Regions from separate parts of the Mus musculus genome. Here region 2 is linked to region 1. Evidence: chromatin contacts called from public Hi-C data. All regions are on one chromosome and are shown on one strand. The core of a region is the stretch at or near the end of the contact, and the rest is flanking DNA. Distances in the headings are between cores, read along the strand shown. Region 1 has its middle 89 kb from the start of Gm40255. Region 2 has its middle 59 kb from the start of Gm40256.

Region 1 (2,895 bases), core at 260-2,759:
CAGGGCTAGTTTACAACCCAATGCCTGGACCTTGACTCCCCTCCACAAGTCATGCTTTTGGTTTCAAAGATTCTACAATCTCCCAAAATAGTGCCAACAGCCAGAGAACACACGTGTTCAAACGCAAGAGCCCATAGAGGACATTTTCTATCCAAATGGTAGCATTTTCTGTGCCGTTGACATAACTAGAAAGCCCCATTAAAGCTGATTTTGGTTCACCATAAGGCAAGGCATGTCTCTTTTCTAGAATCCAGGCAGGGAGGAAGGGGAAACAGCCAGCCCTGTAATCACCAGCATAAGACATGATTCTTGAGTTCCAGCAAACTGCAGGGTTTCTGTTTTCTCTAATGGCCCCTAGACTTTTACCCATAATCATGGCCAGGAAGTCTGGGACTGAGAATGACCAACATCAGACCCTCTAGCAAGATGAAAGGGAGAGGGCTCAGAACAAGGGCCCAGTGGGAATATTAAAAGGTTTCAAGTCAGAGTTGATGCCAGGAACAAGGGTGCACCCATCAGCATTTGCCAGGGAAAGCAGAAACAGGAGTAGATTTCCTGGCAGGGACTGGCTGACATAATGGTGTGGTTGGCAAGGCATGACCAAAGCCCTCAGCCTGAACAGTCGGGAAGGCTAGGCCAGAGCTCTCAGCTCTGTGAAGCTATTGCTCATAAATGGGCTCTTGCTCTTCTCAGAGAAGTCTCAGCTCTGTCCCTAAGGCCTTTCAACCAGTCACAGCGCCATGGCATAGCCGGATTCTTGGGTAATTTGCTTCTTATCAGTCAACTGATCCTAAACTTAAATCACACCAATTGAGTACCCGAACAGCCACGGACCGTGGCTTGACTAAGCAATCAGGTGGCAACCTGGTTAAGCAACACATGACCATCTTTAGGGATCTTGGTCTGTCTTCCAGGTAGAAGAAATTCTGAGATCTTAAGATGCCCCCCACCCCCAAGTAGAGCCTTTTGCATCCCTTTGTATATGTCCACGGTAGCACTAAACTTCACTTGCTGCATCTCAGCCTTGAAGGTTGAGAGTAGCCTGGCTGAAGAGGTGTGTCTCATTCTTTACAACTCTATCCAGAGGCCCGGAGCAGGGTTTTTATATTCTTTAGGCAGATACATTGAAGACCATCATTGCCTTGTGTGTAACATGGGGATACTTATACACACTTCAGAGGGTGTTTTTGAGGGTTAAATGAGCTAGCAGTTATGTGTCAACTGTAACCAGATGGGTGTCTGGGGGTTCATTTTTGATAGAGTCTGGGGGGAAGTTTATAGAGCCAGCCTCCAGGTATCCTCACCAATGGGACTGTGTCCAGCACATCTCACTGTTCACTCGTCTGTGGTTTTCTTAGCAGGCTAGATTCTAGCAACACAATAATGAAACTCAACTTTTAAATGCATGAAGCAGTGTTCTAGAAAGTTATGTGAGCTATTTCAAGCAGTGTGGTAGAAATGACATTTATGTGACTGGTTCCCTACAGAATCTCACAAAACGCCCACTTATCTTCTCACATCTAACTGGAATGTTCTCTGTTTGGCGAAGGCTGCCCTTGAGTCCCTGGGCCTGGTGTGTGCTTCCATCCTAAGATGACCAGTGATGACAGATGCCCAAACACAGACTCAGCCACTTGCTGCCTGGCTCAGCTACCTACCACCCACCTCTCACCTCCAACCACTATCCCCAAATACTCACCAGGCATCTGCATTTCTGCCTGAGAAGTGTATTTGGAGCCACATCCTCTTGGGTGAGTGGGATGAGGGGGACCTGCGGTCTGTTGCATCTGAGGAATGAGCCCCTGGGGGCTCAGAGGAGCACAGAAGTACAATTCCCTCCTTCCTACCCTACTTCAGTCACCATGCCTGGGTTGCTTCAGTTCCTCTCTGATCCACTACTGACAGCAACTGCCTTGTCTGCTGCCCTCTATATTACAATCACTCTTCTAGGGACTTGGAATTTATTAACTTACACAAGCCTTATAAACTCTCCACGTAGACACTGTTATCCTTTGTGATGTGCATATCTTAAAGCTGAGTCTGATGTGTTGGTAAATACCTGGGCTAGTTTGGAAACCTGGGTCCATCTAACTCCACAGCTGAAGTCCTTAACCATGACTGTACGGGACAGAACTCTCTTCAGTGTTTGCTGAAACAGTGTAGCTATTTCTTCTTCTATTTCATCCTTATTCCCACATCTGTCGCCATACACTCAACACCTGTAAGAGGGGTCGCTGTTGTTCAGATGTGTGTGACTTGTGATCTGAGCTGCAGATCAGCACCCCAGTTAGCAGCCTGACTAGTCCCTTACCCCTGCTCTCCTGTATCAGCCACTGCCAGTCCTCAGCCCTGAAAGGAACCATGGGATATGGGTTGGAACACGAGTGGTGACCGAGCCCACAGTGAGCTGTGGCTTCTGGTGCAGTCTGACGTTTCCTCTTCTGGCTTTAGCTTGTGTTGTGCCTCTGCCTTCACAGTGGCTGGAAAGTCACCTGAATGGCACTTGCTCTCTTTGCCTCAGATCCTAATTTAAAGGGATGGATTGAAGTGTGAAAAGGCCTACAGCATTGTGGGAAAGCCCTTCTGAGGGACAGGCAATATTGGACCAGTTGGGAAAGTTATGGGGACAGAGAAGACTGGAGAGCATTTTGTTTTCCTTGAGAGTTAGAGACAGAAAGCCATGTCAGTGTCACAGTCCTCCCAGAGTCCCAGGGACTGCAGCAGTACTGACAGGGCCACCACTTGTTTCTGGCCAAGGGTCACAGGTCCAGTTTTTTAAATTATTATTTACATTTATTGAAATCCACCCACCGCTCTTTCCAGGGGAATAATGACAGAGATCCATCTAGGAGCATCTTTAAAGCTTGGAGGGAGAAAAGGAAGGAAGGACAAAGA
Region 2 (2,895 bases), core at 224-2,723, 150 kb after region 1:
TCATAGAACTAGGCTCTTGCTTGGAGTTGTCATACAAAAACGAGCTTGGTAAACCCAGCAAAGACAGTGGTAGTGGTGCTCTCTTCTGTCTAGGCAGCTACAACTGCATGAAATCATACAATCAGGTGGCCAGAAATGCAATCCTAAGATGGACTTCACCCTGGCATTGGCTTCAGAGACCTAGCTTCCCCTCTGGTTGGGTCATACCTCCTGAGGATGTAGGTAAAGAGGGTTGGCTTGCTGGCTTATGACTCTGCTCTCAAGAATTCCCTGCATGCTCTCTGGAGTCCTAAGCTGGCCCCCAGAGTCTTCAGCACTTCTCCCTAGCAGAGCAAGAGCTGTCTGACTCAAGTACAGAGAGCTGTTTGACTAGTCAGGGAAGACTTGAGTCCTGGGCTCTGTGCTTATTGTGGATCTCTGCTGGGCCTGTGAACAGTGGGTATCAAACACCAGGGCTAGAGGGTTGAGTACCTCCCTTGAGGATGATCTTATTTTTGGCCCACTTGCTGCTGTTGCTGCTGACATCACTTTGCCATGAACTTACCTGTTACTGATTTACAAATTGTTACTTTCTACTTCCTGACCTGTTGAGTATCTTCTATAAGAGTTCTACCCTACAAATATGCAATGCATGTATTAAGTTCCTTCTGTATGTTGCACATGAGGCCATCTTGACTTATGCTGTGTGCTTAGCATGATGGAACCTTGACAACCACTGTGTGGCAGGCACTGTGGTTATCTTGACACCTACCATGCGCTGGATCCTTAACAACTTGGTAGGAATTGGGGTAATAACAGAAGCAGGGCCTGCCTCCTTGTCAAGGGTCTGACTAGGACAAGTACACAGTGGTCTGGTTGGTTTCTGGGCTTCTCAGAGCGAGTTCAGCAGTCAGCATAGAGAACTCAGTTGGCGAAGCTCCCAGAAAGCTCAGGGCTAGAGAGATGGATGGACTTCATTTCAGGAGAAGCTGGGAGATGTGTGATTGTTTGTGACTGCGGATGGATTGGAGATCAAGACAAGCCTAGATAATTCTGGCAAGCTCAGGGAGCTTTGTGTTTACTCTATGGGTTAGAGGCTAGACCATAGAGTCCAGGCTGTACCATAGCACCCAAGACTTCACTGTGGCCCCTGCACTGCCCATTCCTTTCCTCCTAACAACAGTTTAGGTCATTGCAATTTTCAATAGCAGATTCCTTCTGCCAGACACTCCTAGGAGATGGTGCCAACATCTGTGCCCCTGGCCGCCAGCCTGGGAGTGTGGTCAATGGCTACAGCATGGTACATTTAGCAGCCCCATGTCTACTAAGGGTCATTTTCTTTCCCTCTTCCCTCCTACACATGCTGAATCTGTATCCCAAATGCTGGCCTTGTCTGTTTGGGGAAAGATGGCTCCAGATGGTCTCGTGCCTTGTTGAGATACATCACAAACTCCAACACACTGAGAACTTCTGCAGCCACTACTACAGCCCACAGCATGCAACACCCCTGAGATGGTGTGTGGCAGCCCCCAGCTGCCACTCTGAGTCACCAGCAAGTCTCCTTGAACTTCTCCAGGCTTTTTTAGCGTTTGCAACAGTAAAAGAGGGAAACTTGTGTCTATTTTATAGGGTGGCTCTGAAGATTAAATGAATTAATATATCTGAAAGCACTTAAATCAGTGCCTGGCACACACTTAGTACTCAATAAATATCAGCTAACATCGCCACTAACAATGACATAGTGAACGGCAGGCACCATGCTTCACATCCGTTATGGAATTCTCACACAGGGCTTGGTGGCTGTCGCAGCTGCTGTTCGCTAATAAAGAAACTGAGTCAAATGTAGGAGAAGGAGAGTGGCATTAAGGAAGCAGAAGAGCTGAGGTGTGAGCCCAGAGGATCAATCCTAGCAGATGACTCCAACCCAGCAGCAACAGATTCTTTGGATGGGTTTGCTGGAAGCATCATTGGGCACCATGACAGTTGCCCTTTTTACTAATGCCAGGGACCATTCCTTGTGCAGATGGTAACCTGCATCCATGTCCCCATAGGGACAGCTGTTGGCTCAGATAAGGTGGTTTGAATAATGACAGAGAACTTGGGATGGAGTCACAGTTACCTACCACTGAGCTAACTGCTTCACCTTAATGTCAAACACAACTGACTCATCTACAGATGAAATAGAGACATGACACAGACAAGTAATTGCTCATCAGCACACAGCAAGGCAGTGGCAGATGTAAGACTTGAACCCTGGTTTGGCGCCAGAGGCCACATGGTAAATATGGCCTTAACTGTGTGAGAAGCTGGGAGGTTTGACATCTTGCCAGAACAGAGCACATGTGTGGGGGGTTAAAGGTTAATCTTTAGGAGATCCTATGCCTCAGCCAAGCAGAAAGTAGCCCAAGCTGCTGGGATATGTAAAAGAAGGGGAACTCATCAGGGGCACAGGACTCCAGTTGTTCCTGCCTGTCATGCTGAGAGATGAGGAGGAGGCTGGAGAGGACAGCAAGAAATGCACTTGTCTGGGGGATGAGGGGAGCTGGAAGCTGACTCTAGGGCATGAGGGCATGCAGCAGCTCTCTCTGGGCATCAGTTTATTGGGGCACACATTAAGGTGGTCAGTTTCTCTAAGGACTAAAACTCTCCCGTTTTTATTTCCTTTGTTCTCTCATGAGAATTACCGGTCATTATAGAAAGAGAGACCTGTAACAGGTTGATGCGTCTGAAGATGGAGATGACACCTCTCCCTCAGTAACTTATCTTTTTGAGGGTCCTGGCTGGCTACAACAAACACTGCTGACATTGGCAGTTTTGAAGGGGTGAAGTCTATAGTACTGATGTGGTGCCTCAAAGGGTCTGTCCTGGTTAGCTTTAATCGCCACTTTCAAACAGCCTAGAATTATCTGGAAAAAG

Evidence for each region. A called contact is a pair of places that touch in the nucleus more often than the background predicts.
Region 2: a Hi-C map of cerebral cortex shows a contact between it and region 1, with 4 times the contacts expected there. The contact joins two enhancer-like sites. A contact is called at or near these places in 2 of 484 Hi-C or Micro-C datasets (cerebral cortex and cortical neurons) and 1 of 115 datasets of contacts at active chromatin or transcription factors (neural progenitor cells).

The regions. Positions count from the first base shown.
Region 1 is chr4:127,706,767-127,709,661 of GRCm38.p6, forward strand. No RefSeq gene overlaps it. Among named protein-coding and RNA genes, the nearest start is that of Gm40255, 89 kb to the left of the region's middle. Within about 2 kb of position 1,510, at least 9 of the 459 cell types and tissues checked have an H3K27ac peak or open chromatin away from gene starts, as enhancers often do. A contact at or near this core is called in cerebral cortex, where this site is marked.
Region 2 is chr4:127,853,763-127,856,657 of GRCm38.p6, forward strand. No RefSeq gene overlaps it. Among named protein-coding and RNA genes, the nearest start is that of Gm40256, 59 kb to the right of the region's middle. Within about 2 kb of position 1,474, at least 3 of the 459 cell types and tissues checked have an H3K27ac peak or open chromatin away from gene starts, as enhancers often do. A contact at or near this core is called in cerebral cortex, where this site is marked.